2 separate regions of the Mus musculus genome follow, and region 2 is linked to region 1. Evidence: chromatin contacts called from public promoter capture Hi-C data. All regions are on one chromosome and are shown on one strand. The core of a region is the stretch at or near the end of the contact, and the rest is flanking DNA. Distances in the headings are between cores, read along the strand shown.

Region 1 (7,394 bases), core at 36-2,535:
TTGGGAGGCAGAGGCAGGTGGATCTCTGTGAGTTTGAGGCCAGCCTGCTCTACAGAGTTAGTTCCAGGACACCAGAGCTACAAAAAGAAAACCTGTCCTAACAACAACAGCAACAGCTGCAGCAGCAACAACAACAACAAAGAAAAAGAAGAGGAGGAGGAGGAAAGGAAAGAAGGAAGAAGGAAGAAGAAAGGGAAGAAATAATAGATTTTTCTGTAATGAACACACATATGCTTTGATGCTTTTGCTAAACTCAAAATATTAGTTTTATTTTACTGTTTTGAAAGGTTCAAAGCATGATCCATGTAAAAATGTCTTCTGTGGGGCTTTCTCCCATTTCTACTTTTGTTCCCCTCATTTCTTCAAAGTGCTTGTCCAGGCAGAGCTGACCTTATTTGCTTACCAGTTACAGGTAAACAAAGCGTTTCCTCGTGTTGCCTCTTGTAGCCATCTCTGTATTAGATTAGGAAGGGAAGGAGCCGTCCTACTGTCCAGTTTGTGAGTTCTGGTAGAAAGAGTGTTGAAGTTTGTTAAATGCTTGTTTTCCATGTATCAAAATGTTATGCCTTTCCTATTTATTATTGTATGACAAATTATTTTTCACTGGGCAAAAATAATTGTGCCATTGACTCCTTGTGTGTTTTCTTCATGTGTGTTTGAAGAGTTCTAGCTTATTAAAAAAAAAAATCTAGAAATACTGTTTGGCCTTCGTTTCTTTTGAACAGTTTAAAATCTCACTATAACTTCCCAATTGTGGCTTTCCACCCATCCAGGAGGCTGGGCATCCTGCGCTGGCTGGCACTATGTTGGCTCTGCGAGCCTGGCAGTCTCAAGGACTCTCCTCCCGCAGTGCAGGAGTCCTGGGTTCTCAGCGCCCTCTGCCTGAAGGGTGTGGCGCGCACAGGGCACACAGGTGGTTCTTGTGGTTGAGTAGACAGGCTGCAGGTTCCGGGAAGCCAAAGGCGGTGGCTGTGCCTCCCTGGAGGTCTGGCGGAGGAGTCAGCTGAGATCCAGGCAGGAGAACTCCAGGGGCTCTATCGCCTCAGCGGTGGGGTGTCGGGGTTAGTTCTGGGAACTGTGGAGCTCTTAGGTGAGCAGGGACATGCAGAGAAACCCTGCCAGGAGTACAGGTCTTCCCAGAACTGAAAGCTTGAGCGCTCCTGGGTGGAGCAGCCTGTAGCGCCCTAGGCTTCAGTCCCCCAGCTCTTAGGAGCTCCTCCCATCCCAGGCGGTGCCCACCTGAAACCTTAGCTTTTCCTTTCTTCTTCTTATTCTGATCTTCCTCTCCCAGCCCTCCACCTCCCTACCCCCGGTCGTTGGCTTCTTCTTCTTCTTCTTCTTTTTTTTTTTTCCTGCGATAATTCTCTGGTTTGCCAAATCTCTCTAATCAAGCTCCTGGCCTTGCCTCACTGTGCCTTCCCTCCCTGTCTGTTGTCACAGTTGTGGACCAGGAGGTATTTAGTCTCACTTGCTGGGCGAATCCTGCTTCACAGATGTAAGTGAAGGAGAAGCCACTGCCCAGGCCTGTGTGTGGGCCACCTCTCTGAAGGTAAGGGCAGACTCTGATGTCCAGTCCTCACTGTCTTCTGCTGTCTGGAGCAAGGAGAGGAACCACCCACAACGATCCTGAAAACAAGGTCAATTGTGAGTGGTGTGTATGTGTGTGTGTGTGTGTGTGTGTGTGTGTGTGTGTGTGTATAACTAGTGAGTACAAATGTATATGTTCTTTGTAGAGAGGTATGAACAGCTAAAACACAGCAACAGTTGATTTGTTCAGCTCTTACCCTCTGCTGACAATACACACAGGTGTGCTGTATTTTAGTTGCTTAATCCTCTTAGGAGACAAATGAAACAGGCAATATCAGGTTTAATAAATGGTGTGAGGGGAGAAATATTCAGAAATTTATCTAAGAACATCTTCAGTTATCGCATCAGTGAATGACCCATTTATGCAGATTTGGGGAATAGTTCACTCTCCCTCATGAGTACATGCATGTACATATGTGTGCACTGATGCATGCACAAGCGCCCACACACATGCATGTACACTCACACTCTTGTGCACACACTCGTGAGTCACACACACAAACACACACACACACACACACACACACACACACACACACACACACACACTGCAGTCACAAGAATATCTGCCTTAGGCACACATTATGGAAAAGCAGAGAGCCTTCTCCTGGGTACCTCACCAGGAAGTGGAGGTTGGTCCAGGAGCCCTGGAAGTGCTGTGTGTTAGGGTTGGCCTGAACTGGCAAGCTTCCTGACAATGCCAAACATCGTGTCATATTGCAAGGACGATAGGGTCCCAGAGGAGGGGGAGGGGGGGAAAGGGAACATGGTCTTCATGTCCGGATCCATGTTTGTGAAGGCACATTTTGGAAAATGGAGATAATAGCAGCAGGCATTTTTACGCTAAGTGTCGTGAGGTAGCAATGACTCTCCTTTCCTTACAGATGGAAAGTCAAATGTGCACACCTTTTTTTTTTTCTTAAAGCAGAAGTGCAAGGGTGTATTCAAGATCATTTTTGTTGGTTGTACCAGACTGATTCGCCTTTCTGCAGATGAAGTAAAACACCCATTGGAGACTGTAGCAAAAGGGACTGCGTGTTTAAAAAGAGTCATGGAGAGCCCAGCTCAGTGGCGGTCCCAGCGAGGAAAAGAAAAACCTCATTGGGTGTCATAATTCACCAAAGCAGTGTGAGGGATACATCAGGGTCATGTTTTGTTAAGCAATGACTGTCCCTGAGGTGACATGTTTACCTGTGAGTCACTGAAACTCAACTGTCACAAGCTTAGTTGTTTCCCACTCTCCCAGCCTTAGAAACTGAGTGTGTATGGACGTGAGTGTGTGTGTGTGTGTGTGTGTGTGTTTACCTGGAAGCTTTAAGGAGCTTAGTATCTATGTGCTCAGATGAACTGTTTTTACTAGAATGTGGTCAGTTTCCTCATGGTAAGGACCCAAAAGGACAGAACAGAAACTCAGGACCTAAGGACATGACCACATTGACATCCTTTGAAAGGACTCCCTTGTCTTGGGGGACAGAGATACTTGTCACCTTGCATCTGGCCTTCACCCTATGCCTCCAGATCACAAAACGTTTGGAAGAGCACTTAATTTAATCTAGAGAAAAGTTTATGTCATTGGGCAACTAAGTTTGTAACTATCCTTTCTATTTATGAGCACACACATACATGCTTGCATATGGATTAATTTTATATTTTTTATGTCAACTATGAACTGAATGTGTCTAATAAGAAATGTACTTTTCTGAGTGCACAGGCAAGACCTATAGATTGGTGGCTTTCCATTTGTTTGTACACTGGAATCAGCTGGGAATGTGGAAGAGTCAAGGGCTCAGGCTGCCTCCCGTGTGTGTTTAGTGGGCAGCATGTCTGTCAAAATAAACCTTTGAAGACATTATGCTTTAAGAAGTCAGAGATGGTGTAGGTGTGCAATAAATCGAATGATGAGTCGGGACTTGCATCTGTATGTATTTTGTAAGCTTCTTTCATTCAACGATTTAGCAAAGAAGCCAATATAGAGTGGCTCAGGCTGGTTAGTATCAGCTGCTATGGAACGTTGGCACAGTGAGAACCGAGAGAAAGTGAGTGTGTTCATGCTTACACACATGTGCTTTTGGCCAGGCACCTACCTGTGCTAGATTTCCAATCGAGCTCTAGGAGAGCCTTTTCTTGGTAAATGGATATCAACCAACTTCAAAGGAAAGGTAACACTAATTGATTGGACAGAGAAATAATTCATAGTTATTTTGGAAGTAGAAGTTTAATTCGGTCCCATTTTCCTGACAAAGAAGTAAATGAAATGTTTGTAAGTTTAGAAATAAGTCAAATGTCAGGATGAAATCATAAAACTGAGGAATATAGGAATGTCTGTGTTACCTTTGAGGGAAATACAGAATGATCTCCACTTTAAAATGATGGAAACACACACACTCAGACACACACACACACACAAGAGTATTGACTTGTATGCATGGTTATAAAGTTTTCTATATGCTAATATGCCAAAAGAGAAATTAAACAAATTGGGTAGAATTCCAGACATTGGGGAATTGAGAAAGAATCACTTGCAATGGAAGAGTTGATAATCATGAACTGAAACAGCTAGCATTATGTGATTATTTAAATCATATATAATAAAAAGAAAAAGCAGATTCAAATACACCAGAGGCCTGTTCCACTTGGATGGCCTAGTTAGATGTGAAGAGTGGGGTAGAATGTGTTGACCTGGGTGTGGTGGGAAGTTTCTTGCACTCTTGAGGCAGGTAGAAGCTGCCAAGACATTTCTGGAATGTGGCTGGGTAGCAAGCATTCATCATGCTTTTGGCCTCTTTTCTGTCCTACCATATCCCAACACGAGTAAAATGATAAGAAATAAGGACAGTGGTAGGAGCCGATAACTAGATGACATTATTCTTTAGACATTTTGGGCAGGAACACTTTTGCACAGGGAGGTAGACCTGTCATTCCCTCCTGTGGATAAAGGACTCTGAGCTCAGCTAGGCATGGTGACTGGCCCATGATTGTTAAGCCAGTAAAGGAAAGGCTTGAAGATTCAGATCCAGGCAGCCTGGTGCCCACAGTGGTACCCCATAAAACTGAGGGACAGACAAGACAGGAAGTTACTTGTGCATCATTTCATTATTGAAAACAAATACAAAAATTACAAGAAGGATAGGGAAATATGGTGCATTGTGAGAAATTTTTCTTATATTTACTCTTTGTTTTTATAAACATTCTACATTAGGCAGATATTATTTTACAAATTAGAAAAAAAATAAAGAAGAAAAGTAAGTTACTTCAAGTTACATCAAAGCAAAACAATGCAAAATGAAAAACTCAGCAAGAGAACACTAACAATCCTTAAAATTCCTACATGAAAAAACACCAGTTCCTTAAATCCACATATACGAGTTAAGAAGCCCAACAGAACATCAGAGTACTGCCCACGCACACTCACACAGCAGTGTGGTCAGCGTGGAGTTTTGATATGCTGAGATCTTAACTCATCTCACATTGAAACTTGTATCTTATCAGAATGTCAAATGATTGCGTAATTTTATTTCTTGTTAAAAGTTAAAATGAAGAAGAAGAAGGAAGGAAGGAAAAAAAAGATAGTGCCAGCCTGTGGCAGCCTCAACTGGAGAAAAGGCACGGGGAAAAATCACACTTTTGTATTCTACCCAAGTCAGAAATATCAGACATTAATAAAGGTGTCGGAGTGGGCGGCAGAGGTTTCGAGTTGTGCATTGTTCTAATTTGGCTCTGAACGGTTGGTACTTTCCATGAACGGATACCCTTTGTGTTTTCACACTGTTCTCTATCATCCCTTGCCAACTGGTATGTGGTTTGGGTAGGTTTATTATAAACCTTCGCCTGTGGTTGAGGAGGTAGGAAGGGATGTGAGCGGCCGTTGGGTGTTGCCCTTGGCTTTAAGGCTGCCAGGCTCCCAGATGTCTTCAATCATGAACATTAGATACTGCGATCTCTCGATGGTTCTGGAGGAAGCCGCCTTACCCTGTGTGTTTTGGGAATGGACTCTCCAGACACTTAGTTTGTCCAAGGTCCACAGCTCCTCCTTGAGCATTGTCAGGCTGGGATTCTAGTCCGTTCTGTGTGCCTCTGAGGGAACCAAGCTCTTCATGTCCTGCTGTGTTCCATGGGGCCCCGAGTTCCTTTGAGGCAATGGCGTGGAAGAGATAGGTGGTTCTGTAAACAGGAGATGAGGGATTATTTGTGGAATATTTAGACTGAACACCTGACTCCATGAGGGAAGAGTGTTCTTCTGTTCTGCTCCTCTTACTCACATTAGAAAGGTAAAGCTTGGGCTGTTCTAGGATCAAAGCCCAGAGCAGAAAGAGAAATGCCCTGGGGTCAGAGTCCTGGAAAGAGCATTGTAACTACAGGAAACTTCTACTTACTTTATCCATGCGCCTAAAGTAAGCACACAGGATAGCCAGTGCTGACTCGGACCCAGATCATGTCACATGCTTCTCCTCTAGGGACAGTGCTCCAGGTGCCAGGTCACATGCCCCAGACCTTGTGCAAACTTTGCTGTTGATCGGCGCATCATAATTCTCAGACTTTTGAAACTTTCTGAAATCTCCGAAACTATGAAATAGTGAGTCAAAGTAAGCCTTTCTCTCCCCTGCACCCACCCTCTATCACCACACACACACACAAACACACACACACACAACACCCCTCCATAGACACAAAACACACACAGCAATACACATACAACCCCCGACACCCCTGCACACACAACACTCCATACACCCCCTCCACATACACAGAACACAATACAATACACCTACACATAAGGCACATGAACCTACACACACACACACACACACACATACCCCTACACACCTACACACACACCCTCCATAGACACACAACACACACAGCACATACACGTACAACCCCACATACCCCTGCACATACAACACTCCACACACCCCTCCACATACACAAAACATACATAGAACACACACAATACACCTACACACAACACACAAGTACCTACACACACACACACACACACATACGTACCTACACACACACACACACACACACACACACACACACACTTCTGCACAGGTGGAACTGCCATTCACACCTCAATAGACCATGTGTTGTTTAATCTGTAGAATCATGTATTTTTTTTTTCTAGCATTTAGCTTGGACACTGAAGGCAAAGTTTAGTGCATCAGATTAAAAGATATCAGGCCCCATTTTCTAAAGAAAATTGTTAAATAATTATGTTTTGTGGGAGCTAAAATTCATTGCCTTGAAATTTATTAGTTCCTTGTGACTAAAAGTTTGGTACACTGGACTATTTTAGAAGATATGTGATATTGCTGGAGTACTTTTGTCGATGTGCCGGAAGAGTGTTTAAACATCTGTTGTAAGATGGAGTTGGTTGTTTGAGGGCATAAGCTTAACCTTATATTATTCTTTCTCTAGAGATACCATTCAAAGTGGAAGCCTAAACATGCATCATGAAGAATTAATCTTGACACTCTGCATTCTCATTGTTAAAAGTGCCTCAAGTAAGTGGTTTATAAACATTCACAAGCAAACTATGTTAGAGAGCTAGAGGGAAGTTATGGGGATTTGTTCTGATAGCTGACACAGTTACTGAAGTTGCCTAATTTATTTAACATTTAGTGAGTTCAAATTTTACTTTACAACTCCAAGAAATACTTGCTCTTCCTGGGGCAGGGAGGGGAAGAGAGCTGGGAATGGAGCAGATGAAGATGCTCCTGCAGGTCACTGTGCGGATTCACACTGAATTACACTTTAGAAGAAAAGGGCATCTCTCAACTGCTCCTGCTTGCTGTTTGAAATAG
Region 2 (7,289 bases), core at 50-2,549, 220 kb after region 1:
CCTGAGACCCATTCTACTTCGGGCTAGAATGGTCCCTGCCTTTCCCAGACTCAAAGGTTCCTTGCTTGCCTCTATTCAGATGGCCTCCGACGACTGACATCTCACAGATTCTGTTAGACCTTTCTGTGTCAGACTGAGGGGTGTATAAACAAGAGCCGGAACCCTGTGGGAAAGATAAGAATTTTTATTTTATACGTTTAGGGGAAACCGTGTGGGTTAACTGGGAGGCAGATGGTTTGGTTTCGGTTCCTTTCAGTTTCTCACCGTGAGGACACCGGGACAGTGGGATCGCAGGCAGGGCACCTGGCAATGCCCCTGCGGAAGGTCGGGCTCGGGAGAAGGGCCAGTTGGCGCTGGGAGAATCCCGCTTTTCCAAACCGCAGTCCATCCTGTAATTAGCCGAACAAGTCCGTCTAAGCTAGGCAAATCACTGGTTTTCCACGAAATAGTTATGTTTCTGATGCCCTCAGACAGATTCACCTCGAAGCCTAAAAACAGAGACTTTTTCGTCCCCAAAGCTGGGGGAGGGAAGAAAAGTGGAGTGCACACTGTTACAAGGAGTGGAAAAGCGGAAAGACAAGGGTTCTGGGAGAGCGTGGGAGCGCTGAGTTCTCAACCGGGAGTTTCGGTGCGCAGAGAACAGGCTGTGTTCAAGGTGCTTTGCTCTTCCTTCTCATCTTTCCGAGGCCCCGAGAGGCTCCCCTCGGTGAGTCGGTCTCTGCAGACCCAGCAGTGGCGAAGGCTCCCCAGTTCCTCCGCGCCCGGCGTCGCCTCCCTGCCTGAGCCCGCGGCGCCTCCTCGCGTGCCAGCGCCCCGGGGTGTCTCCTTGCAGGAGCCTGCGGGGGGAGGGGGCAGGGCGCGACGCGTGGGTCGCGTCGGTCCCAGCCCTGATGGACGGCCGACGCTGCCTCCGGGGCGGGGACAGCTCAGGCCACCGTGCGCACCGAGCACCTAGTGCACCCACAGCTCCCGGGCTCCCAAGAACAGCGGCTCTTGGTCCGCGGGCGGGCTAGAGAGCGGCGCGACCTTCGCCCCCGCGTCGACTGTGGGTTGCGGCAGGTGCGCGTCGCACCGGGTCTCCGCGTCCTCCCGCCCCGCCACCGGGGCGCCGCGCCCGCCCCGCCCCGCCCCCGTCCCCGTCCCCGCCCGCCCTCGGGCCGCCCCGGGCAGGGCCTGTAGCTGCCAGGCATGGGAGGGCGGCCGGCGGCGGAGGGCGGCTGAGCAAGGCTGAGCGCGGCCGAGGGACCGCGCAGTGGCCTCCTGTCGCTGCGCGCTCCCCTCCGGGCCCTGCGAGGTTCACACCCACCGAACTGGTTGGCGACAGGGCCCCGACCCCGTGGAGGCGGTGGTGTGGTACTCTCGCAGTCCCGTTGAGTTAGTAGTGCTGTCCCTCCCGCGATGCTCTGAGGGAACCCAGATCCTACACCAGCGTCCTCTGCTGCGCTCATAGCTGCCGACCCCATGGGCCCCCGGGGCACCGCGCACAGCGTGCGGGCGCCACTGTCTTGGCTGCTGCTGCTGCTGCTGTCTCTGCAGGTGGCAGTGCCGGCGGGCGCGCTGGCCGAGACCCTGCTGGACGCACCCAGGGCCAGGGGTGCCAGCTCCAACCCGCCAAGTCCTGCCAGTGTGGTGGCCCCGGGAACGACGCCGTTCGAGGAAAGTCGGTTGCCCGTGTTCACCCTGGATTACCCCCACGTGCAAATCCCTTTCGAGATCACTTTGTGGATCCTACTGGCCTCCTTGGCCAAGATTGGTAAGGAACTGTACCCGTGGGTGGGGGCGGGGACGATCAGACTGGGGATCCTGGTGGGTGACTCGCCAAGTAGGCAAGTAGTTGGTCTCAGATAGTGGCCAGCTCCTCCTGCACCAAGGCAGCCTTGGACGGACAGATTAGCTCCTGTGGTTGAAAGATCTCCTGTTCTTAATCCGACGCTGGCCTTGGAAAGCCGGGAAAGACTGGCCCATAGCATAGAGACCCACTGTGAACTTCTGCTTTGAGCGTCAAGTTTGACAGGTCTGTGCCAAAGTTGAGGGAGACTTGCTTGCTAACTGAGGCAGGGCTTAGCTAGATTGTATATCATCTACAAGTAGAGAGGAGAGTGGAAGTGGGCAAGATCTTGGATGGGAGAGGGTGCGTTGGCAGAACACAGACCCTCCTCATGTCCCTGTCTGATGAGGTGCTTAAATTGGGACTGTGGACACCTAAATGCTTGCCACTACAACACCAGTGCCCTGTTCTTTCTCTCTGGGCTCTCTGGGCTCCTTCCTCTCTAGAAAGCCTTTTCTTCTTTAGAGGTAACTGGAGCCAGGGAGACCAGCTATTAACAAATAATTAACCCATCCCCAAGCTCAGCCCGTTTTCTCATCTGTTAACCTGATCACTCCATCATAACGCCCGCTCACCATTTTACTCTGTATGCAGTATTAAAGCACATTCGCTATCGCTGTACTGTTCAAAATGTATGAGGTCAGAAGAACGCGGTGTTTTCTATGCTTTTGCATTCACCTTGTGGGATGCAGCTTTCCATACATCTCAGCCTTTCTTAGGGAACCTTTCTGATGATCAGGGTGAGGCATCGATGGTTACAACACAGGAAATACTCCTCGGCAAACACAATATGGCTGGGGATAGATGCAGGGGTCACATCCTGGCCTGACTTATACAGACTGTTTTCAAGGATGACTAAAGTCTGGTCAGTGTGAGCTGTTCACCGGAAACAGCATTCTAGAGAGAAACAAAAAGTGTGACTGGAAAGGGGTGGGTCTAAGCAGGTGGCAGGGATGGTTTGTAAGAGTGTAGAACTTGCAAGCTAAGCCTGGCATTGACTTCCGAGGTTAGATTAAATCTATTAGCCTGTGATGGTGGTAAGCAAAGGTGTCCTACACTACATAATGACTCTGCAGTCTGGAATTGCTGGCTCTGGCATGACCAACTAGCTGCGCGTGCTTTAATTCCATCTGAGCAATGGTATAAGAGACATGGACTTCCCTATCAAGCAAACAGCCACATAAGCTCATGGTCTCTAATAATAGCCCGAGATGCTCTCTCTTTACATCATCCCCCACAGCATCCCTGCCCTGTAGGGATGTGCAGCTGTGAATACTCTCACCTCAGAGAGGTGGAAACCAAAACTGGAAAGTCCATACTATGACCCACAAAGTCGGACCCACCAAATGCACACAGGTAGCTTGCCTCTGGTTCCCTGCCTGTGCCTGAGTCGGAGCCCAGGAGGGCTGCATTTGTGACCTTTCCCATTACTGCTTTTCTGCTCTGACACCCTCTTCTGTTCTTTACCCCTGATTATTTTAATCAGATTAATTACACTAATAACAGCCGCTAGTGGGCACTTAAGTTCATTATCCCTCATTTTCACAGCCTTCATCCTGGGTAGATATGATGGCCCTGTTTTGGGGAGGAGGAAGCTGAGACATGAGGTAGCTTTGCTGGTGGGTGGAGAGACCCAGTTCTAGGCCGAGGAAGGCCTGATGCCTCATCTTTGGTCCTCTCTGAAAGAGTATTCTGGAATAAGGATTAGAGGAGAGTGGGTTTGTCCATTAATCCTGGTTGTCAAGGCAGGCGTGCTGCTGGTGACAATGGCCACGGTGCTCCAGAGAGCCACAGTGCTAGGTGGCCCTTTTTTTTTTTTTTTTTTTTTTTTTTTTGCTGTCTCTGTGCTTCTTGCCTTCTGTTTATTCCTGAGCTCTTGTTCTCTTGGGCTGCCTTTGGGAGTCCTCTCAACCCAGCTGTGGTATTCCAGTCATCTTAATGGACATCGTCATCCTAACCGTGTGGAACTTGGTTAAATGTGTCCATGCTTATGTGAGTCAAAGTTTGCACACAGGCACCTTCACGTCTCTGTTAACCATGGTCTTAGCCCTCTTCTGTTTCACAGGCCACTATGCCCTCACAACGCCAGATTTGACCAAAGTTATAATACCTTGCACATGTATCCTCCCAGTCCATTGGCTTTCCTTGGATTCTGTACTTCTCAGGCCACTGGGGCAGGGCAGAGATGACAGCACTCCATTCTTGTCTCTTTTTCAGAGAGGTTCAAGTCCACAGGTGTTGGCTCCCCGATGTAAAGGGAAAGAAATAGATGTTAGAACAGGAAGTGGAATTTTTCAAGTTAAAAAGGAAATCTGTTGTTTGGAGTCTTTGCCATTTTCTTTCTATATTGTAACCGATCCTTCTCTTGCCTCCTTGGCTGCTCCTGAAGGAATGTGCAAATACCCAGATATACTGAAGTCTCCTTTCCACATACCCTCAAGTCTTTCTCCAGCACCATCCTGCCCCGCCCCAACCCTCTACTCTCTCTTTGGCTTTGAGCAAACCTGCCAGGGTACAGCAGAACAACTTCACAGGCCAGGAAAATAAGTTCTGAAACAGGAACCATGGAGCTTTGTGCTTAATGTTTATATTTTATGTATCAAATATAGTGTATTCACTTACCTATCTCCAAGGCCAAAGTGTCCATGCAGAATTAGAACTAAAATAAACCCATTCACATTGTAACTGTTCAGCTTCAGCGTCTAACGTTATTTCTAACTGTGTATAAGTTCATTAAGCTGTATAGACTTTGGGTCTGGTTAATGTCAGCAAGTGACGTTTTTATTTATTTGCAAGCCTTGATTTTTAATAGCAAGGTTTATTTCAAAATTAAACAGGTTCTGTTTTAGCTTTTGTGCTTGAAGACTTTTGTTTGGGAGCGGTTCACTTACACAGGTAGCTTAAGTTGCTCACAGTTGGGAAAGGTGATGGAGTTCAACACACATGGAGATATAAGGTTATGGGGCAACACAAATGCCAGCTCATATAGAAAGCGTGGTTTCTGTTTGGGGCATTTTAATGGAAGTACCTGGTGTGCTAGGACTTACCTGCTCAGAGAACAGGGAGAAATATTCCCTGTGATTAATCTAAACAAGGATGAACAGGCTGCACCTAAGAACATTTGTAGGAGGTTTAAATACCAGTGGTGAACTTAGAATGGCTATCTAGATTGCATTGCTTCAGGTCTTGGAAGTATTCTTACAAATCTGAAAGCACACTTGTTCATCTTGTTCTACACAAGGCCTAAGTCAACTTATCTTCTCCTTGCTTTATCTGCTTATTGGGGGGAAAGTCAACGTCCTCATTATTTGGCTAGAGATGTAGTTCTGCAGTTATAAAATGTCCTGCAAGCCTGATTGTAGAATTGATGAGATGGGTGTGTGTAGAATAGTTTAGCTGAATGAAAAGAAAAAAAGTTCATTGATTTTAGCCCACCTTGGAGCAAAGCACTTCCTCTCCTTTTCCTTAGGACCTCTTGTCTGGACACTCTAGAGTCTCACTGTGCATGCGTTTCTCACAATGCATTGATTCTTTTTATTTGTACAGAAAACTCCACATCCTTTGCCTACTGAATCTTATGTGCCAGGATATAGTTCTAAGCTGACCTTAAGAGGCATCTAGAGGAAGACGCTGAGGTCCTGTGCTTACCACTGTCTGTGTTGCTTTCTCTCATGAACTGGGCCATTGAGGGCTGCACTAGCCCTAACCTGAGTGAATGTGGCTGTATACTTTACTTCTGCTGGGGTTCAGGGACAGAGCACTGTCTCTAATCTTTAAAGTAACTGAACTCTGGTCTTTGTTCCAGGATTCCTTGTATGCCCTGTACAGCATTGGGGTCTCACTGTGGGTGTTTTATTTGCTTTTGGTACCTGGGCGGGCACATTGTATTATTACTATTATTATTATTATTATTATTAATTATTATTATCGCTATTTTTGAAAGGCAAACCATTTGGATCATGAAGATGTCTGTTCTGGGCTTCAGGCTGCCTTGAGTTTAAAACATGAGTCTCAAAAGTTGTGTATGTTCTTGGATTTAGAGATCCTTGTCTCTGAAAAATATGTCTCCTTGCACTTGCCTTATGCTTCGTCTAGTTTTTCCCAAGCTCGTGTGTTATCTAGAGAGGGACAGGATGGAGTTCATGGCCTTTGCATCTCCTTTTGTACATCCCATGTGCCTGCCACCGTGTGCTCAGACCTAATAATGCCCACAAAGCGGTCCAGGGTCTTTTCTCTTGAGAGCAACACATATGTTCAGGGTCACCCATATATTTTCAGTCTGAAAAAGGAAGGCAGTAGATTTTTCATTTCTTTCTAAAGATGAATTCAGGCATCATAAAGATGATGTCAGGACATTAGAGTCACAGTGTTCTCATCTTTACAATAACAGCAGGGTTTTTTTTGGTTTGTTTTCTGTTTTGTTTGTCAATTGAAAATCTTACTTCTTATCAACTTTAACAAGGATAATTTTATTTACCATTATTGAGGTGCTTAGTTCTTGTAGAATTTTCATGTGCTTTGAAGCCCCCAAAACACACACACACACACACACACACACACACACACACACACACACACACACACACGTGTTTTCTTTGTAGGGCTATAAAAACTTACCTGTAAGTTTGGTAGTTTTGTTATATGGATAGATTAGATTTGGGGTGATGATTCTGTTGTTCTAATGTCAAGAGTCATAGTGCTATTTGGTTTATCTGTGTATTTTTTGAGTCAGTTTTGAGTCACGTGTATGTTTATATAGTTTGAACTTTTACTGTTGCTTAGAGAATGATTTTTTTTAGAGACCTTAAAGTTCTTCTTCTGGATTTATATGCCCCTTTTATTCTTAATGGCTTTATTCTTGTTTCTCATCATCTTGATCAAAATTACTTTTTCTCTTGTATTTTTAAAAACAATCCCTCTTGTTTACAGGTCTCCAGTTTTACAGCCTTTGTTTATACTCTTGTGGCTTTCTTACTTCTGTTTTCTTTGGCTTATCTGTTTAGTCATTAGATCATCTGCTGTTGGGTTTATTTTTCAATATTATGGCAGTTTCCACCTCACAAGGGTAAACAATCCCCCCAAACTGCTAATAATGGGATGCACAGCTACTGTGGTCTTAACTATGTATCAAACACATGCATTTTATGAACATCTGAGCTCCAAATTAACATGTTCTTGTGCTAAACTGACCCAATAACGTGGGCAAAATAAGTTTCTTACCTTAGTTATTGGAACTCCTAGTTGTTTTGTCTTCCTTCTTTCTCAAATATAAGAGTTTTCTTGAGCTCATCAAAGCTAGGATATGTTGTACTTTACATTTATATGTATTAATCTTCATTACAAATAAAACATAATTCAGAATTTATTCATATCACTGGATCATATCACAACATGCTTAGCCTCCAGAGTCAAAGAAATATCTTAGAAAGTAAAATTATTAAATGTCAATCTCCCTGCCAGC

Evidence for each region. Capture Hi-C pulls out chosen DNA fragments and counts their contacts.
Region 2: a contact with region 1 is called in a promoter capture Hi-C map of pancreatic islet. The contact joins the promoter of Slc9a2 here to the promoter of Il18r1 in region 1. A contact is called at or near these places in 2 of 39 promoter capture datasets (hippocampal neurons and stem cell-derived epiblast-like cells), 1 of 115 datasets of contacts at active chromatin or transcription factors (memory CD8 T cells) and 1 of 9 other capture datasets (pancreatic islet).

The regions. Positions count from the first base shown.
Region 1 is chr1:40,464,721-40,472,114 of GRCm38.p6, forward strand. Il18r1 (interleukin 18 receptor 1) reads left to right here and starts at 1,286. Exons shown (of 11, transcript NM_008365.2): 1 at 1,286-1,637; 2 at 7,009-7,094. The coding sequence starts at 7,037. Il1rl1 (interleukin 1 receptor-like 1) reads left to right here. Exons shown (of 11, transcript NM_001025602.3): 11 at 1-695.
Region 2 is chr1:40,680,413-40,687,701 of GRCm38.p6, forward strand. It overlaps Slc9a2 (solute carrier family 9 (sodium/hydrogen exchanger), member 2), which reads left to right and starts at 1,300. Exons shown (of 12, transcript NM_001033289.2): 1 at 1,300-1,753. The coding sequence starts at 1,462.